Regions from separate parts of the Capsicum annuum genome. Here regions 2 and 3 are each linked to region 1. Evidence: chromatin contacts called from public Hi-C data. All regions are on one chromosome and are shown on one strand. The core of a region is the stretch at or near the end of the contact, and the rest is flanking DNA. Distances in the headings are between cores, read along the strand shown.

Evidence for each region. Hi-C and Micro-C count contacts between places; a contact is called where the count stands out from the background.
Region 2: a contact with region 1 is called in a Hi-C map of leaf, with 2.3 times the contacts expected there. The contact joins the promoter of LOC107855034 here to the promoter of LOC107855041 in region 1. A contact is called at or near these places in 2 of 5 Hi-C or Micro-C datasets (leaf and placenta).
Region 3: a Hi-C map of bud shows a contact between it and region 1, with 4 times the contacts expected there. The contact joins the enhancer-like site here to the promoter of LOC107855041 in region 1. A contact is called at or near these places in 2 of 5 Hi-C or Micro-C datasets (bud and leaf).

Annotation. Positions count from the first base shown.
Region 1 is chr7:204,303,293-204,306,294 of UCD10Xv1.1, forward strand. LOC107855041 reads right to left here and starts at 1,318. Exons shown (of 8, transcript XM_016700031.2): 1 at 980-1,318. The coding sequence starts at 1,291.
Region 2 is chr7:204,461,851-204,465,021 of UCD10Xv1.1, forward strand. It overlaps LOC107855034 (E3 ubiquitin-protein ligase RMA1H1), which reads left to right and starts at 1,568. Exons shown (of 2, transcript NM_001324710.1): 1 at 1,568-1,649.
Region 3 is chr7:204,489,276-204,492,214 of UCD10Xv1.1, forward strand. It overlaps LOC107855032 (pentatricopeptide repeat-containing protein At2g20710, mitochondrial), which reads right to left. Exons shown (of 2, transcript XM_016700015.2): 2 at 1,305-2,778. The coding sequence ends at 1,591. Among protein-coding and RNA genes, the nearest start is that of LOC107855032, 11 kb to the right of the region's middle. Within about 2 kb of position 1,311, at least 4 of the 5 cell types and tissues checked have an H3K27ac peak or open chromatin away from gene starts, as enhancers often do. A contact at or near this core is called in bud and leaf, where this site is marked.

The DNA of each region.
Region 1 (3,002 bases), core at 68-2,567:
GTTTACACCAGTAATAGCAGCATTTGGTTCGTAGTTATCACATCGATTGGCTAGGGTTATTGCTCTTCTTTTGAATACTATGTTACGTTTTATCTTCTTTTTCCTCTTTACTTCAATATCTTTTTTTAGCTGCTCTGATGTTCGCTACTTGAGCCGAGGGTCTGCAACCACTCTATCCTCCCCAAACCCCACTTTTAGGACTACATTAGGTTTGTTGTTGTTGTTGAGTAACCCATCAACAAATTCACAACTGAGAATTAAGATTGCCTCTTTTCTAACACAGAGAAGCCATTGTAATTTGGCTTTAAAACATGGTTTAACGCGACTAGCAGACCATGTAGTGCTTAATCAAATAATGGACACCAACTACTATTTGGATTGTCTCTCTGGCCCAAAGGAAAGACAACCCCATTCTACACTTCATCAGGACTAAAATCATGCCTTTCCTCCAAATACCATTTGTCTTTTCCTCAGCAGACCAGCAAAACAACAAATTCAACCGCCTGCATAGGGCGGAGCCACCTTTCATCCAGGGGTTCATCCAAACCCCCATTCGACAGAAAATTATACTATTTTTACATGGTTAAAAATATTCTTTATGTATATAGTAGATATTAAACCCCTTCGGCTAGTCCATATGTTTGCTTCTGAGCCCCTCAATGAAAATTGAGGCTCTGCCACTGCACCCGCATATACCCTTTAGCTAGGTACATTCAAATTTTAAAAAGAACCTGTCTTTTGAGTGGAATCAAGAAACATAAGCAACCTCTTTTTTAATGTTTTCACCAAAGAATCCAAATCCTTAAATATAATCATTCTAAATATCCTGCTCTTAAGTGTCTGAAAGTAGCAATACAATTAATCTGAAACAAGAATGCACAATGTACAAGCACAACTTCCATAAACCAAAATCTAACAGTCATAAAAGAAAACAATCATAAAGGAAGGAAGAATGAACAAGAAAAATCAAAACTTTTACCGAGAGTTTTCCATGATTGCCACGAAAGACCATATGGGCATCAACATTTTCTTCTAAAAGATTCAAATCCACAATTACTTGAGTAACCATTGAAGGTACAGTTGATGTTGGCCCCCAACCCCTCCATTCTTCAACACTAATTCCAACTTCTCCACTGCTTACTACTTTGTTGGGTTCTCTTGAACAATTATTTGCAGCTGAATTTGTTATTGAGGAGTCCATACAAGTAATAATGGTTTTGCTGCAGAATTGTTGAAGGGGAAAATTGAAGGAGCTAATGAAGCTCAAGGGTCTTGATGGAATAACCAACATTGTTTGGGGGATTTTTCATTAAATCTAATTAAGCCCACTTTGTTTTAGATTCTTTGAAAAAGCTCATATGTACCATTTTGGGCTTACTAACCTTATTGGGCTTTGTTACATAGATATGGTGCAATTAGCCCATAGGAAAGGATCCCTAAGGTGGCTGGTCTTGAATTTTTATCCCCCAAATGTCTGAATCTTGAATTTTTATCTTTCAAAGTGTGTGGTATTGAATTTTTGTTCCAGTTAAATAAGTTCTAATGTTTACCTATAAAGTAGAAGTTCTGGATAATTGTGCAAGCTCATTATTTTGAAATGTCATGAACCTCTGTTTTATGGGAAAGTGTTAGAAATGTTTGCCTTTATGAAAACATATCTAAGTTCTAATTTTTGACCTATAAGGCAGAATTCTGATCAATTATGTATGTTTATTGTTTTAAAATGTCATGAAACGTTAGCCTTATTAGCAAGATTTAGAATACCTGCCTTCTGAACAAGAGCTATTAAGTGAGGTAAAAAAAAATCAAAATCACCCTTTATGAAAGTTATTTTTAACTTTTTTTATGGGAAATAAAATATCAAGATCGTCCATCTTAGTGTCATTTTTAAACTTAACCCATTAGCTCAACCTATAAATGAATATTAGCCCAACAAAAATTATAGAGAAAAATTTCACGGGACAACTCATTTGGTTGCCTCAACTTAAATGTAGTTAGTAGCACTCAAAATATTACTTCATCTGTGTTAATTTATGTGACACATTTTGTTTCTTAATTTATGTGACACATTTTGTTTCAGTTTGTTAATATTAATTTTTTATAATTAGAAAATATTTCAAAAGAATGATCTAGTTTGACTTGCCAGGAATTTTAAAAAAATAAATACTCCATAAGACTTTTGAATCTTGTGATCCTAAGTTAAAGTTATGTCAAATATTACAAAATATCCTTTAATCTTGTGGTTTTAAACATGTCACGTGAAAAATTGAAATTAAATTATTATAAAAAAAGAAAAGAGATTATTCTTTTTTAAATGAATGGTGTGTGTATATATATATATATATATATATATATAAATTTTATGTCAAGTCAAATAATGTCATGTAAATTAAAATGTACAAAACTACTTTGGCGCTTTTACTTCTCCCGCTTCTTCTTCTATTTAGTTATTATTGTTATGAAATATAAAGAATAAAGAAGAGTAGAGAGGGAAGAGAGAGTAATTCTTATTTCTCTTGAGGAGTCTTCGATCCTTGAGTATGATTTACAATGAATAAAATCCCTTTATTTATAGGAAAATTTACTCCTAGTTTCTCACTAGAAGACAAATATCTCAAATCCTGATAGATATCAATTAGATCTTGATAGATCTTATTAATATTTTTGATAGACATTCACTATAATGTAAATACATTTATAACACTCCCCCTTGAATATCTAATTGATAGATAATGAGCCACGTTAAAACCTTACTAGAAAAAATCTGGTGAAAAAAAAATCTAGTGAAGGAAAAAAAGAACACATCTCTAATAATACACATTTTGACTGCCTCATTAAAAATCTTACAAGAAAAATTCAGTGGGACAAAACCTCTTAAAGGAAAAAGAGTACAGCACGTATTAACTCTCACTAATGAAAACATCCTTGAACCATTGCATCCTGATCTTGTGCACCATTTTCTTGAAAGTTGCAGTTGGAAGAGACTTAGTGAATAAATCAGT
Region 2 (3,171 bases), core at 318-2,817, 160 kb after region 1:
TCATAAATACTGTGTCGTGGTAAGCCACTACCTTGAAAGCTATTTCGGCCCGACTCTGGTGCAAATCTTTCTAGCCGGTCGCTCCCCAAGGCTCTATAGCTACTTCCAAACACGTGCACTCGTGAATGAAAGTTTGGAGGTTACCCAAATCAATTGGCCAAAATAATTCAAGAGGAAGAGAAAAGGAGGAAGATGTTTTTCTTTCTTTTTATGGTATACTTCTTCTTTTTTGGTATTTCTTATATAGCATATTGGAATCGACAAGGACAAATGAATTTGGTGATATTGATGGTGAACATTAATGACATTAAAGAGTCATTACTATAATGTTATTAAATTTACATTTTGCGAAGATATGATCATTTTTATTGTAACGTAGGAGTGTATGTTTAACTCCTCCTAAACATTTATTTTTTTATATTCTTTGCATCACACAAAATATTTTAAGAAGCATTATCTCCACAAAGTAACCACAACAAAATAATTAGGTAGTCGAAGCGCAAGACATGAAAAATAATAACAGAAATCAAAAGATAAAAAACTACATGAGTAATACAATTCAACTACTAGTAAGGCAAATAATAAGACAACATACTACTACTTACTACTTTTCTATCTTAATTGGTGATCCACAACTTCCTGTCTAAGGTCATGTGTCTTTGATAAACTAAAACTTTGTTATGTCTGACATCTTTCCTCACTACTTTTTTCGGTCTGCTTCTACCTTTTCTGAACCCCTCCATAGTCATCCCTCTCACACCACCTCCACACAGAAACATCCGTAAATCTATATCGAACCATATTAGTCATCTTGTTTTTCGCATTTTACCTTCTATCGAAGTCACTTTCACCTTGGTCCATATATCCTTATTTCTAATTATCCTATCGCTTCTAGTATGTCGACACATCCATCATAACATCCTTATTTCTATAACTTTTAACTTGTAAATGTGAGAATTCTTGGTTGGCCAACTCTGTGAATGCAACATAGTCAATCTAGGGAGAATTTAAAGGTTAAAAAGAAAATGAGACAAAGTGGATATTTAAATTGACTTATTTTTAAATATTTTTAACTTTTAAGTATTTTTAAAATTTTGAGGATATTTAAAAAATTTTAAAAATGCTTAGATTTAAAAATATTTAAATAAATCAAAAATCAAAAATAAAATAATACTAATTTATAATTTTTAACTTTTTAACTTTTTAACTTTTTAACTTTTTAACTCATAAACTACTGAATGGGGAAAATCCAAAAGACAGAAAACGGAGTCACACAAACGGCGTACGCAAACCCCCCGTAACTGCCACGTCGGAGAAAGGACAAATGTGGGCCCCACGTTGTGTTTCCATTAAGATATATACTCCTTAATTATCATCAAAAGCGAGTAACATTTAATTATCCTAATGAATTAATAAGTAAACTACATTCTAATTATCCTATAGATATATGCCCCCTTATTATTATATGTATAGGCGCGTAATTCTTAAAACTATCCGTATATATAGAACCAAAACATACAACCACTTCTCATTATCCATCTACTCTCCTCTTCAAACACAAAGGATTCTTTGCTTTTCTCCTTCTAAAGACTCAATATCTTACTTGTGTGTTAGTTCACAAACGTTCTTGATACAATTATACTACTTGGGTATGTTTCTTTTTTCATTCTTTGAGTCTCTATATCTGTTTCTTTTTGAGTTTTTGTTGATATTAGTTGATAAAGGGTAACCCCCCCCCCCACCACCACCACCCCACACACCTGTGTTTGAGGTTAAGTTCAGATCTTTATTTTTTGAAGTACTTTGTGTTAGAAACATCATGTTACTGCATTTTTTTTAGTGGAGTTTGTAGTGTTGTTTTTTTCCTCTTTTTGATAGGGTGGATGGTGGCAGGGGCGGAGCTAGGTAGGCTCGATAGAAAATTATACTACTTATAGATTAAATTATCTTTTGGATCTTTTTTTAATCTATATTATATAATAGATGTTGAAACTTTTTCTGACTTCTTGTGGTTGCTTCTATATAATTTGAACTCCTTAATGAAAATTGTGATTCGCGTTGTTGGTGGTTGTTTGGTTTGATGGGATTTTGTGGGATGGATTGTGAATTTGGATGAACGTGAAAGTCAGTTTCTTGAAGAAATAAAAGCTTTTGTCTAGAAATACAAGTTGGAATGGTAATTTGGCTATATAGGCCAGAGGTGGAGGTAGGGGATGCAAGGGGTTGGTAAAATTGTACTGTATATATAAGGTTAAAATTATTTACTAGGTATATATATAGTGGAGATTTGATCTCCTTAGGTTCTTCGTGAGTTTACTTGTTATATTTTGATGTGCCTTAGTGAAGATTAATGCCTGGTTTTGGATAAAGCTAGGTTGTTCTCTTTTATAGTTGTAGGGACAAAAGGTTGTTCCTCTCTGGTGTTGGGTAAAAAGGGGTAAAAGAAAACCAAAAGAACGATAGTTTTAACATGTTCCTGAATGCCTTTCTTCAAACCTGCAGCTCAGTAGTTTCTTTGATTCCTATAGTTCCCTTTAAAATTACCTAAAACAAATGTTTCTCCGGCTCTTCAAATTTCAAAAGTGGTGCCACACCCGTGTTGGATCCTTAAAAATAAACAACTTTTGGAGGATCCAACATGCACCTGGTGGTATTTTTGGAGAGTCAAGAGCATAGTAGCCTAAAACTAGTTCATGGATTCTGTTTTTCCAGACATCTATCATTGTTGAACTTGAAAAGTCATAATACGAGCCTCCCTTGTACTTTTTTGTGAGGTTATAGATCCTCAAGTGACCCAATTTTTGGAATCCTTACATAAAGGCAGGGCACTTATTATTGAGATTTTGAAGGAGACATAAGCAACCGGTTCCAAAGAAAACTTGGTTGTTATAGTGAAATGCTATTATAAAGTGTGGCTATTGTAGATAGATCTGATTGTAGTTTTCGTTTCCGATCACATAGATCAGGCTAAGTTAAATTCTTTCTGGTAGAACCATATTATGCCATGAAGCTATTCCTCAGAAATCCATATTTTATTTTGAGAGTCTGTGGATAACAACATCATGATTTTTTTATGACTCATGTTGTAATTTTCCATTGTAAATGCAGTACTTCCCTTTCATTATTTCTTGGTGTACTTACTTTGATAATGAAGCCTTAACTCAAGTTGGT
Region 3 (2,939 bases), core at 61-2,560, 190 kb after region 1:
CAAGAACAAGCTCAAAAGCCCTTGAATTCAAGCACAAGTCAAGATCAAGACCGCTAGATTCAAGAACAAGCTCGAAATCCTTTGAATTCAAGCACAAGTCAAGATCACGTCCATCAAATCAACAAATCAAGTTCAAATTCAAGATCAAGCTTTAAGCCCTTAAATTTATATTTGAAAAGGCGAATCAGAAGATTCATAGAAATTGTAACACTCACATTGAAATCAATAAATTGATTGTTGCAGTATTTTTCTTGTTTTGATTATTTATTTTTTTGGTCTCGAGAATTTTACTGTCCAACAAATTTTTTGGAAAAAAGAAAACAATTTTCATGGTCAAACGACTACATAGTCACTATGTGAATATTGCTATTGTTAGGGCGTACTCACTCCATTAAATTTAGTTGTTTGCTTTAAGCTTTATATGTTTCTTAAGAAATATGATTGATATGAGAATTTATTTATCATGCCCATATTAATTAATATTTAGTATGCTTATTATGTCTTGAAGAATGACTTGAAAATAAGTAATTAATGTTAAGAATAAAATATGAAAAAGAGATATCTATTGATATATTAAAGTAAAAGTGAAAATTTAATTTTGACATAATGAATAAATAAAAATAAATGAAATGATTTTATTGCATCATGCTCCCTCCATCTACTTTTATTTGCTCTATATTAAAAATTGATGGCCAAATAGATAGCATTTCTCAATATTAAATGACTCATAATAATTAAGATTGATACTATAATAAGATTATCGTCCCATTTATTGCTTTTTAAGAAATAAGCACGATAAATAAACATGGAGAGAAGAAGTGTCATTTTTAATTTGGAGTCAAATCTACAAGCACAAGTCGAAGACAAATGTTATTCCCCGTAAAATGCAAAGTGCATTTTTGGTTTTAATATATCTAATATGCCTTGCAAAAATCATGCATCCCAAAGTCCCCACACATTTGCAGCCTTTTTTAGGGTTTCATTTATCGATACTGCCAATTCAAAAGGGAAAAAGGTAGTTTTTCCATCCAAGGGGTGAATGTAGTAGCGTGTTGATCGATCGATTCGATTAATTCAATAACAGATATCAACAAAATAGTAACATTCTTCTGATTAGATTTTTCAGTTAAGTCAATTTTTAGTAAAGTCCTATTATGTAGCATGAATCCACACCAAAAGAAAAATATTACATGTAAAAGCAACGAAGGGGACCTTTATAAGGTTGTTTGGGTCAAGATACACAGTGCCCAGGCCGTCAATTCGGGGTTAACTTAAAAGTTGTACTTAGCTGCAAGCCGGTAAAATTCGCAAATAGACCCCTTTCAGCCTATGTAATTGAAAAAAAAAACCATAGTCGTGGAGTTTCAAATTCTACAAGAGACTGAAAAATGGCTATTTTGAGACACAGGACCGAAAAATGACCACTAAACGCTATTTCTTACTACCACGTATGCCACTATATAAGAGAGTCAGAGATCACGATCCTCTTACTTAGCAAACCAAGAAAAGATGAAAACAAATGAAGACCCCAAAAAGGTTACGTCCATTTAGATTTAGCAATTGAAAACCCTGAACTTTAGTTTTTACCTACTATTGTGAGCTAGTCTCCTCAAGGTCTGTTTCATCAAGTGCCTTATACTTGTGATTTCCAACTTCAACATACTTATTCAAACTCCTCTCAACTCCTTCTGAGAAGAGACCTCGCACCCTAAGTAAATCTTTAAGCTCTTCTTCACCTTGAGTATCTCCTTTTGATTGCAAGTACTTCACACAGGAAGCCAAACAGTGGAAGTGTGGCTTCCACCCCGGCTTACTAGCCAAGATTGCTTTCTTCATCGTCTCCACTGCCTTCTTCATGTCATTTTGTACACAATAACCGAGTGCCAGACGACTCCATGTGCTCCCATTTGGATGCTTTCCACTCTCCACGAGTTTCTCTATGATTGATCTCGCCTTTTCCATATGACCCTTTTTGCAGTAAGCACTTATTAGCAAGTTCGGAATTCGAATATCAAAGCGTACCTTGCTTGCTTCCCAGTCAGCAAATATCTTCTCTGCACCGTCAAGATCATCCAACTTTTCTAGGCCCCTTATCATACAAAGATAACTTGAATTGTTATACTTAACTATTCTCTTATATTTTTCCCATATACGATAGAGATCATCTTTCTTTCCCATACTAGTATAGAGAGTAATAAGCATGTCAATAGCAAGTCTTGCTTTTCTCCCCTTGAGTAGATGTTCGCATTTCTTCAATGAGTCATGAGCCTTTTCTGTATCACCAGCTTTCAGGTAACCCTTGGCAGCAACTGTGTAAGGACTCCAACTAATCAGCAGAGGATCAGCTTCCATTTTCATTAGAACCTTCTCCATCTCCGTAACATCGGGAGCAGATGCATATGCATTTAAGAGGATATTGTAGGAAATCAAATTACCAGAAACTCCATTGTCTTCCATCTCTAGCAAAAGTGACTGCACCTTCTCAACATATCCCAATTTAGCATAAAGGGTCATCATAACATTGTAAGCCACTGTGCCAGCATAACCCAGCTCCTTCAGCTTTTGCATGGTATCTTCTGCTTTTTTTAAGATGTTTGCATCAGCATAGCAGTTCAAGAGAGCGCCATATACCTGGAAGGTTCTTAAATCATCTGGAATGCTACTGAAATATGACTCTGCGGCTTTCAGACCATGGGCTTTTGATACTAAATCCAGTTCGACTGCAAAATCTCTAGGCAATAAATCAAAATCCTTGGACTTCTTAATCCACTCATACATCTGTGATTTTATAAGAAGCAGAAATTGAAATTTTATAAGCCCACTCTTAATTTGCGCTTAAAGCCCCAATAGACCTTAAGACTTTCTTGCGCTTTTTGCTTTTGATAACACTCGGTAAAGGGAAAAAAAGAAAAGTCGTGTTGAATGGAGGGATAATAATT